2 separate regions of the Mus musculus genome follow, and region 2 is linked to region 1. A link is a contact called in public HiChIP or PLAC-seq data. All regions are on one chromosome and are shown on one strand. Each heading gives the region's core, a stretch centred on a gene start, on an enhancer-like site or on the middle of the called end of the contact. The rest is flanking DNA. Distances are from core to core; before and after follow the strand shown. Region 1 holds the start of Kcnk1 (potassium channel, subfamily K, member 1). Region 2 overlaps Gm46072 (a long non-coding RNA gene).

Evidence for each region. HiChIP or PLAC-seq counts read pairs in DNA pulled down with a chosen protein or histone mark.
Region 2: a contact with region 1 is called in a FOXA1 HiChIP or PLAC-seq map of pancreatic cancer cells. The contact joins the enhancer-like site here to the promoter of Kcnk1 in region 1. A contact is called at or near these places in 1 of 39 promoter capture datasets (embryonic stem cells), 2 of 484 Hi-C or Micro-C datasets (cerebral cortex and granulosa cells) and 2 of 115 datasets of contacts at active chromatin or transcription factors (oligodendrocyte precursor cells and pancreatic cancer cells).

Annotation. Positions count from the first base shown.
Region 1 is chr8:125,991,621-125,997,234 of GRCm38.p6, reverse strand. It overlaps Kcnk1 (potassium channel, subfamily K, member 1), which reads right to left and starts at 2,133. Exons shown (of 3, transcript NM_008430.2): 1 at 1,421-2,133. The coding sequence starts at 1,775.
Region 2 is chr8:126,090,372-126,095,985 of GRCm38.p6, reverse strand. All of the region lies in intron 1 of Gm46072 (a long non-coding RNA gene), which reads right to left. Among named protein-coding and RNA genes, the nearest start is that of Gm46072, 20 kb to the right of the region's middle. Within about 2 kb of position 2,480, at least 14 of the 459 cell types and tissues checked have an H3K27ac peak or open chromatin away from gene starts, as enhancers often do. A contact at or near this core is called in pancreatic cancer cells, where this site is marked.

The sequences.
Region 1 (5,614 bases), core at 884-3,383:
TGTGAGCCAGTTGTGAACTTTATGTAAACATTCATGTCTATGGTGGAGGAGGGATTTACACTCTGACACAAATAGGATCCAAAAAGACCTGACTGGCCTGGGTGATGTTGAGATAAAGCCGGGACTGTGAGCAGCAGGGGGGGGAGGAGACTTTTCTTTGGAAAGTGAGCCAACAGGTTTGTCTTGTTTCGGCATCCATTTAACACAGTTTTTTTTTTTTTAAAAAATACCGCAACACAGCCTAGAACTCTTTCTGTGTCGATTACAAGTTCAGGAACTCACCCCAGATTTCCAAACAATAAATTTACCTGATCTGGCTGGAGGTTGGGTGTTTACAATAGTGGGTAATTAATAAAATAATTTACCCGGCCGCAGCCCAAAGGAAGTTGAGAAGGGTCAGCCTGAGAGGCAGAGAGGAGGGAGAAGGAACGGCTGGAGTAACCCAGGTGCAGTTGAGTCACTTGCAAAGGTGGGGCAGGGGCATAACACACTGTTCCTGGCAAGAACTCACAAGGCTCGGATTCCAGAGTGTCCCTGGGCACTGTGTGACCTTGTGCCTGCCAAAAGGGGCCATTTCAAAAATTGGATCTCATGCATAAGAAGAAGGCACGGTACTGAGGCCCTTTGAGAGTCCCTCTGGCTGTCCGTGCACCGTTTATGTCCTTCCTAGCCTGCACGCATGGCTAGCCACCACTGACGAAACCTGGCCTCTCTCCATCTAGTCTAACTGCTATGCCCCTGGGCATGTATGTTCAGCTGGATTTCTAAGCCTCTTGAAGACGTTGAAGCCTCAAAGTAGAAGAGAAGCTCAACGCACCTAAAGTTGAAGTAACCGCTGATTCAGGAAGCCCCACCATGTGGGGCCCAGGTCAAGTGACTCCCTTCCCTTCTCCCACCCTTCCTCCTACTCTGAAACCCCCATAGGCCTGCCTGCTTAGAGGTCACCTGCAGAGAGCAGAGTGATGTCACCACTGTCCCCAAAACAGATCCAAAGAAGCTGTAATAGGTCTACAGTAGGGAAGGGAGTCACAGTCATGAAGGTGACCCATCCAAGGGTCATTGCTAGGTTTCTCGGCCTGGGGTCTCTGGGATGGGGCCAGAAGGAGGCGAACGCTCTTAAGCACAGGATACTCTCCTCATCTCCTGGTCTTGCTGCTCAGTTGCCAGGACAGAAATGTCGGGGACCTACCCTCCCATCAGCTCCTACCTGCTCCTCACAAGGACGGAGAAGTGAATGAGACCCCTGCAGCCTCAAGGTCCAGAGTGTTTGAGACCATTCCCAAAGAGTAACAGCTGCAGTACCCATATCGTGCTCCGGGGTCACCTCACTGGCTGCCGCCACTGCGAGCCACCGCAGGATGCGCCCAGCGGAGGCCTGGGGACGCCGGGGTTTGGGGTAAGGTGGCAGCAGCGGCCCTACCTGTGGTGGAGAGCACGGTGCTGGCGAAGAAGAGCGCCGAGGTGAAGTCCCAATTCCAATTTCCCGAGGCGTTGCTGAGCACCGACACTCCATAATTGCTGGCCTCCAGCACGCGGCCCAGGAACTGCTCCAGCTGCGGCTCCGACAGGCACTCGTGCTCCTCCAGGAAGCGCCGCTTCAGCTTGCGCAGCTCCTGGCGCAGCAGGTCCTCATAAGGCAGCTCCACGGACGAGAAGACCACGGCGCCGAACACCAGGTAGAGCAGGTAGCCCAGCACCAGGAAGCCGAAGCACCAGGCCGAACGGTGCCGCTCCACCAGGCGCACGCACGAGCTGCCGGCCAGGGACTGCAGCATCTTCCCGGCGCCCGCGCTCCGCGCCTCCCGCCGCCGCTCCCTTTCCTGGTTTCGTGCAAATACAAGAGGCCAGATGATGTGGCGGTGACGTGGTGGCCGGCTCAGGTAGCGGGAGTTGGTCGGGCGGAGCGCTCTCACCCACTTGGCGGGAGCTGCTGGCTGCCCGCGCCCCCTACCTGGCTTCCGAAACCGGAAAGTGCAGGTTTGGTGGCGCCAGACCCTGGCCAGGCCACCCGGAGGCTGCCTGGCTCCCTCTTCCCTTCCCCAGTGCAGTCAGCAGGCCTGAGCTGAGAGAGAGAGAGAGAGAGAGAGAGAGAGAGAGAGTGTGCGCGCGCGCGCGCGCGCCACCGTAACCCCCGTCCTAGCTACTTTTGTCCCCCCAGGCATTCCTCCTGATTAAAGCTACTATAGCCAAATACCAAGGGTACAGATAGATCCTGTCTTCCTCTGTCTTGTTGACTGGACAGCTAAGCCATTTGCTGCCCAGACTATTGAAAATACAATGAACCTCTTTCTAAAAAGCTACTTGAATCCTCTCCTGACCCCATCCTCCACCTGGAACAGGAAAACACAGCTTCTGGATTTTAGCCTAAACAATACCCCAAACTTTAAGGACTTCGTGGTCAGGAGACAGAAATGGAAATGTGCGCTAGGGCACGGAGGAACTGATGGTGGATGAGGTTGGGTTCTACATTTCTGCATAGACATGTGCAGCCGTGTGCTTCTAGAGTCTAGCTGTGTGCTTCTAGGGGTGGGGGTGGAGGACCTGACTCTGTGACACTTCCTAGAGAAGGATGACAGTCACATACATAAGACTCAGCATAGCTGTATCCTGTCTTATATATCGTGCCATACATCATACCTATTGTCTTAGGTTTTTATTGCTGTGAAGAGACGCCATGACCACAGCCGTTCTCATAAAGGAAAATATTTACCTGGGTCTGGTTTACGGTTTTAGAGGTTTAGTCTATAATTATCATGACTGGGAACATGGTGGCACACAGGCAGACATGATACTGGAGAAAGAGCGGAGTGTTCTACATCTGGATTGGCAAACAGGAGAGAGAGAGAGAGAGAGAGAGAGAGAGAGAGAAAGAATAAAACTGGGTCAGCGTGAGCATTTAAAACCTCAAAGCTCAATCCCCTGCGACACACTTCCTCCAACAAGGCTACACCTCCTAATAGCGCCACTCCCTATGAGCCTGTGGGGGCCATTTTCATTCAAACCACCACTCCACACACAGAGGTGTATTTTTGTCATTACATGCACATGGAGTCAAGAGTCAGGGACATTCTAAAGGCTCCTAACTAGGGGAATGGGAGCAGGAAAGATGACGTAGTGGTAAAGTACTTGGGTACCCAGACTTGTGGTCAGACACTCAGGACTCGAATTAAAAAAAAAAATGTTGAAGCATCATCATCATCATCATAGCATTATCATTATTATCAATGTCTCCAATGAACTCCGGGAATGGACTCCGGTTGCCGGGACCGTGGTTAGCACCTGGACTGCTGAACCGTTCCCCAGCCAAGATGACATCTGATCTTTAAAGATGAATTTGAAGACTATGCAGACGTAAGCACAGCTGTCTGGAATCTCAAATATGCGAACCGTTTATGCTGTACCCTGTAACAGAACTGTGTCTGCAAAGCAGGCTAACATGTAGAAGTAGAACTGCCTCCAGCAGCTGTTTGTGGGGAAGTAGAGGAGAGAGGTAGCTTCAATTTCTTATATTAAAAAAAAATACTCCTCATCTATGGTAGATGATATCAGTAAGAGAAAGCATTAAAGTAAATCCGAATTAATCTAAATACTTGGAAAATTCCATCATCTGCCTACTGAACAGACGTTCTTAGAAGTCATATATTCATAGAGAGTGTGCAGCAGATTTACTCTTTTTTTTTTTTTTTAATTTTAGTGAATAATCTCACCTCCTGCCTTCCTCAGAGATCCCTCCACATCACTCTCTGTATTTCAAAGTCCCCCCATTGGTCATCCATTTCTTCCTTCTTCCCCTCTCCCAAGGACAAACACATCTTGTTTTCTAGGGGAAACAGTAACCCACCACATTGGGTGTTTGCTTTCTGAGACACAGAGCTGCGCTCCAGCTCTCTGAGAACCCGAGTCACGCTCAGCCGTCCTTTCCTCCTCACACACTGTCCTGTGAGATGCTAAGCTATGCTCACCTGCCCTGTTTGTCCTTGGGGTTGTCATTCCCTGGAGGATATACCATCAGAGGCCTCCTGCCCTCACAGTGTTACCCTCCTCTCTGTTGTTCCCTGCTGCTGCCGCTTCAAGATGCCTCCTCCACCTGAGGGGCCCGGGTTACCGGTTCCTGCTAGTGTCTCTGGTGTGTGGGGGTCGGGTGCTTCTTCCTTCTCCGAAGCCCACAACTCTCCCAGTGTCCTGGATGCTGCGATGATAGTGATACTGCGTGTCCAGGTATGGTGGCTTCCTCATGCACACAAACACACATGCAGCAGGTAGGGACCTTAACACAGGTGTTGGCAAATTCTCAGACTCCTCTTATAAAAAGGCAGAGCTGGGTCTTCTGTGCTTGAGACTGGGTTGCCCGAGACTGTCCCAACCAGCGGACTTCATTAAAGAAAACACTGTGTGACTTCTAAGGGAAGGACATAAAAACCGAAGCTGCTGACCTTGACCCCTGGAACACTCGTCCAGTCAGGGAACCTTGAACCTCGGTGGGAAGGCCACATGTATGTGTCAGGTGGGTAGTTCATTTGAGTCCAACCTCCTGATCGATCATTCAGTGACACAGCAAAATAGGGCTGTAGTTTTCCCCCAAACTTCAAACCCAGAATCCACTGGACTAGTATCTGCGTGTGTCCTCTGGACTACACAAATCTCTCATCTGAGCCCTGCCTGAGTCATGAGAGGTTCTTGTCTTAAGTCACCCAGTCTTGTATTAACTTGTTACACTCTAATAAACACCTGGAACAAGGAGCATCTTGGCTTTCAAAGGTCATCATTAGACATTTTTCTTTTAGATGAGTGGTCCATGCTTGTACCCTAATGCTTCGGAGGAGGAGACTAGCAGAGCCATGGTACTGGCTGGGCAGCCAGTTTAGCCTACTTGGCATGAGTTCCAGCCCTGTGAGAGACCCTGCCTCAAAAGACAAGGTGATGAGCACCTAAGGAAAGACAGCTGAGGTTGTCCTGTTTGTCCTCCAGAATATGTATGTGCATGTGAGCATGCACACACACATGTACATGCACACACGTGTGTACATGCGTGTGCACACACAGCAGTTCTCATAGATGATCTCTCTTCTCCCTTCTATTCCTTTTTGGTTGCTCATTATCATTGTTGTGACAAATGCTCAAAACAACAAAAACAAACAAACAAACAAAAAAAAAAACCCTGCAACTTAGGTGTTTCTTCAGCTCCTGATTTCCATTTTCAAGACCCATTTCTTTCTATTCCTTTGAAGTCTCTCTCAGGCAGGGGCCATCAGCAGTCCAGGATTGTGACCCTTGAGGACAGGAGGCAATAGTGCTTACAGCTCCACTGAGCAGAGGGGCCAGAGATTTGGGCTCGTTCTATGACATGCACATGTGGGGGAGAGAGAGGAGTTTGGGGGAGCTGCTTCTATCCTTCCAGCCCATGGGTTCTAGAGATTCAACTCAGGCCATTAGGCTTGGCAGCAAGAGCCTTTACCCATTGGATCTTCTCACCTGTCCCAAAGCACATGTTTAAAAATATGTTTTGGATCAATGAAGTTGAGAGATTTGGTTATTCTAGGAAAGATGAATGACACCCTTCAGACTAAAGAACATCCTTACCCACTGCTGGGATCAACAGAGTGAAACCGACCAC
Region 2 (5,614 bases), core at 1,231-3,730, 98 kb before region 1:
GCCCCCGCCCTCCTCCCTCTCTGATTTTGGTGCCAGCCTGGTCTATAAAGTCCCAGGATAGCCAGGGCTACACAGATAAACCCTGCATCAAAATAAAATAAAATAAAATAAAATAAAATAAAATAAAATAAAATAAAATAAAATAAAATAAAATAAAAAAATAAAATAAAATAAATCAGTAATAAAATACCAGCACTGACTTTGTCACCTAACTTTGCATTTCAGCAAATACCCAATGGGCTAAAAAGAAATAGATATTTGTTCTTTATCCTGAGTTTCTGCTAACACTTCTCAAGCCAAGAGAATAAGAGAGATTTCTGAGGATGGTACCAAGGCTGTCCTCTTGTTTTCACATGTGTATGCATATATGTGCACTTCCACATGTGTACACATGCTCCCATGCATGTACATTCTTAAACATGAACAACATGCACTACACATTTACATATGCACATTAAAAACAACAATTCATGTTCTCTGCTCTTCTGGCACACAATTCCTGAAGCGTTACCTATTGAATAATTTATTTATTTATTTTTTGCCTCAACTGAAAAAGGCATCCATTTATTTCCCATCTTCATTCCTTCAGCAAGTGTTTGGAGGGGAGCCACCATGTCTCAGAAGCCATCCTTGGGGTCCCACAGTGAGACAGCGAGTTGGTGTCCCCACTTAGTGGAGCAGGGGATCCAACTAAGTGTGTTATAAGAGCTTTCAGGTGACCCTAAACATCCCTGGGGAGAGGGTACCAGACAAGGCTTCACTCCCAGTTAAGACTATGAAGGGTCGCTTTTGTGTCTGTAATGAACTCAGATCCTCAGCATTCTTTCAGGGCAGGAACAGCCAGGTCCATCTGGCTCCCCTCACTGTGTGGCCTTCTCCTTGACACAAGTTTCTTTTCCATGGGAGGTCTACTGCTCTGACATCTCAGGGTGAGGGAGGAGCATCCAACCTGTTCACCATTCTGTCTATACCAGCCTTCAGTGATCCTGGCATCATGGGCACCTCATTTCATCAGGTCAACACAACCACATGGCCAAGCAGCAAGCTCCAGGTAGCAGTGGACACCACATTATCCTGCCAAATCAGGATTGCCCATGGGCACTATCAAAAAGATCCCTCATTGCAGGCCTCCCACTGGCCCACTGTCTCTGCTAACATAATGTCTGCCCCACTGAGGTGGCCCACTCTGTCTGTTACCATAGTCATTTTGGTCCCATTCCTGAGCAGGAAGAAAGGGCTTCCTCCCATTGTTCTGCCTACAGCCTTGTCATTCAGCAGTGAATTCAGAGCATACCCTGTGAGGAGGAGGAAGAAGAAGAGGAAGAGGAAGAAGAGGAAGAGGAGGAGGAGGGAAGAGGAGGAGGGGGAGGAGGAGGAGGGAAGAGGAGGAGGGGGGAGGAGGAGGAGGGGAGAGGAGGAGGGGAGAGGGAGAGGAGGAGGAGGAGGAGGAGGAGGAGGAGGAGGAGGAGGAGGAGGAGTGTACTGAGTTAGTGACTCTCTTTCCTGCTTTCTTGTTCTGGGAGTTTCAGGAGAAACTTGAAAGATTGCCTGTGAAGAGTTTGTGAGTCCAGGCATTAACTACCGTCCCCTGTTGTTGATTGAGAACCTTTTAAAAACAGACATTTAGTGCATACACAGTGTGTGTGTGTGTGTGTGTGTGTGTGTGTGTGTGTGTGTGTGTGTGTGCACAGTCTGTGTATGGGAGGGTCACAGGGTCAGAGAACAACTTAGATGATTCAGTTCCCTCTTTCCATCATGTGAGTCACAGAATCAAACAGATCAATAGCTTGAGGCCTTAAGCACCTTTGCACACTGAGTCACCTCGCCAGCCCTAGTTGGACTTAGGGCTTGTTCATGCTCCTTGCAGCTTCTCAGAGAAACTTGTCAGACAGTCAGGAATCTCCTTCACAAGTCCTAGTCATTATCTGATCACATACTTCACTTCAGGTTAGTGGAAACTAGGGGCCTTCTCATACATCCCAAGGGTCCCACGAAAGCCATTAGACATAGAAGTGAATACTACATATGTATAAAGGGGCCTTTAAAGAGCCCAAGATAATTTTTGATCTTGAGCTGCAATATTCCAGCTCTCTGCATTAAGGAATTTCTAATCATTCAACCAGCCTGGTACAAGGTTTAGCATGGGGGGGGGGGGGGCAGAAATAACCCCTTGGGAAATCAACCTGCCTTCTAGAACCTTCAACACAGGTGTGGCATTTTTTTTCTGAGAAATTCGATTACAAAGGTTTTATCAAGAGGGGTGTGATGGGGGCTCCTTTTCAGAGGTGAAGCCTAGAGAGGACCCTGAATCTCTCCTGTTTTGCCTGCCCGGCTCCATAAGCTCTCTCAAGAACTGCACAAGGGAGGAGGTATACAAGATGCAGAAGCCTCTGGTGCAGGATGAAGCCAGGACAAAGGCGGAGATTTGTGGAGAGTGGAGGGCGATCCTTCCTTGCAGCTCTCTCTCTAGGAGTCAATGGGTGTGGTAGGACCTTGTTCCTGTGCGTGCCTGCTGTGGTGGCCTCAGAACCCTCAAGGCCTCAGGCTCTTGAATGGTGGCCAGTGTTTCATCCCTGAGCGGCTATTTCCCAGTTACCCCTCACTTGTAAGGATATCAGCAGGTAGCCTGAGGGAAAGGTGTTCAGAGACTCAGGCTACTCCCCATGGATGCCCTTAAGGCATTATTATACATCTACAGTGTAAGTATAGAAGTAGGAGAGAGAAATAAACTTTACCATGCAACCCTAGCTGGCCTCTAGTTTACAACCCTCCCGCCTCAGCCTCCTAAGTAGCTGAGGTCACACAGGTATGCCTCCATGTGCAGCTGGGACAACTGATCCTTCTGTTCTGTCCCTGCTTCTCAGTACTAGTGCACTGTGCAGCCTTCTCAGATTGGCTTCTGTCATTTGCTGTCACAGTTACATTCTTCTTGGACACTAAACATATTCCTGTGGCTGTCTAGATGGTCTGCCCATTTACCCACTGAAGGCTGTCTTGTGTGAGGGAGCTCTCACTCATACTCTGAGTTTGTGCAGGTGTTAGCACAAGGGCAGACTATCAGACAGAGCCACACATCTCATTACCAACCGTGACACGGTGGCCCAGATTTCCTACTTAAATTAGAAATCAGACATCTCAGGGGCTTTGTAAGAAGAATATTCTCCAGTAGGAGATTAGAAATACTGTTTAAGCATGAACTCCCACAGGACATGTGTCAGACAAAGAATAGGGAGTCTAAGGAATTCTGCCAGAGGTAATTTAGAAAAATGGTTAGAAGTCTTTGTGCATGTATGCATGGTGTGTGTGTGTGTTATATAGGTGGATAGATAGATGAGATGATTGATTGATTGATAGATGATAGATATGTGGGTAGGTAGGTAGATAGATAGATAGATAGATAGGCAGATAGATAGATAGATAGATAGATAGATAGATAGATAGATAGATAGATAGATAGGTAGATAGGTAGATAGGTAGATAGAGTCTCCTGTAACCTGGGCTAATATCAGAAGGAAGTCTTATGTGAGGGAGTCCTCAATCTGCAAACAGTAGAGCCTTCAGGATTTGAGAATTACCTTGAATTTAAGAGCCTCTTGCCTCTGCCTTCCAAGTGCTGGGAGGCATGTGTCACTGTGCCCTGTTTTATTCAATGCCCATTTACCCAATGAAACCCAGGGCTTTATACATGCTAGGCAAGACCTATACCAAGTGAACCACAGCCCTGCCCACTCTAGGAATATTTTAAAATAGTGAAAGCACCTGGAAGGGCAAGTGTCTGAACCCTGAATGGATTGGAATAAGCTGTCCAGTCAACTGCTCCTTCAAGGACATGTGACAATATCTATGGACATAGAATCAGTAAGGTTTTAAGACTGACAGTCCATTTATCACAGCAGCTGAATCCTCAGTGCCAGAGCCTCGTCTGAATGAAAGGAGGGAAAGGAGAAAGTCAGATGAATGCCAGCAGTTATCTCCTTCTGCATCTTGCCCCTCCCAGATGTGAACAAACCTTCCCACACTCCCACCTCTACACCTCTGCCACAATGGACTGCACCCTCTCAAATCATGAGGTAAATGATGACCTTAAGGGTTTGGTCAAGTATTTTTTTTATTAGATATTTTCTTTATTTACATTTCAGATGCTACCCCGAAAGTTCCCTATACCCTCCCCCACCCTGCTCCCCTACACACCCACTCCCACTTCTTGGCCCTGGCATTCCCCTGTACTGGGACATATAAAGTTTGCAATAACAAGGGGCCTCTCTTCCCAATGATGTCCAACTAGGCCATCTTCTGCTACATATGCAGCTAGAGACACGAGCTTTGGGAGTACTGGTTAGTTCATATTGTTGTTCCACCTATAGGGTTCCAGACCCCTTCAGCTCCTTGGGTGCTTTCGCTAGCTTCTCCATTGGGGGCCCTGTGTTCCATCTTATAGATGACTGTGAGCATCCACTTCTGTATTTGCCAGGCACTGGCATAGCCTCATACAAGACAGCTATACCAGGGTCCCTTCAGCAAAATCTTGCTGGCATATGCAATAGTGTCTGGGTTTGGTGGCTGATTATGGGATGGATCCCCAGGTGGGGTAGTCTCTGGATAGTCCATCCTTTTGTCTTTGCTCCAAACTTGGTCTCTGTAACTCCTTTCATGGGTATTTTGTTCCCTATTCTAAGGAGGAATGAAGTATTCACACGTTGGTCTTCCCTCTTCTTGATTTTCTTGTATTTTGCAAATTGTATCTTGGGTATTCTAAGTTTCTGGGATAATATCCACTTATCAGTGAGTGCATATCTAATGACTTCTTTTGTGACTGGGTTACCTTACTAAGGATAATATCCTCCAGATACATCCATTTGCCCAAGAATTTCATAAATTCATTGTTTTTAATAGCTGAGTAGTACTGCATTGTTTTTATCACAACAATAAGCTAGAGCAACTAAAGCACAGGCTGAGGTGGGAGTGTTTACACCATAGGGACAGGCAGAAGCCATGAATTGGGAGAGTTTCAACACAGTACTAGATAGAGGCTTGCCCTTTGATCTGTTGTGGCTGTAAGTGACAGGAAGCAAGGTTACTTTGGATCCAGGAGGATCAAGTGTCTGCTCTCCTTTCACTGACATTCTTGGGGAGGCTCCTACCACATCCACCTGAAAGGAGCTTACAAAACGAACCACATGTGCTATACAAGTGAGCTGAGCTACACCTCTAGCCAATGCGTTGGTTTAAGTCAATGGATGTTATGCTTACAGCTGAATACCAAAAATACTGGGTAGGCTTGGTGCCAAACATCACAGCTCTGAGGTGTCCAGACACTATGAGGAAGCTTACAAGGAACAATCTGGAATGGATTCTTTACCCACACTATCCTTCTGAATTCTGTAGTTATCAGCACCTCCACAGGTCGTTAAGGCTATCACTGGACAAACCTGTCCTTTAACCTTTGAAGTTAAGGAGCTACTGATGTGTTTATAAAAAGAGAAAGAATATGTTCTATGGGGGTGTGGTCAGGTATGAGGGAAGGGGATGTCTCAGTGAGCCCATGCCAAGGTAACCCTTCCCCCTAAGGAACCAGCCACATGACAGTATAGTATAGAATAGAGTTTATTCAGGG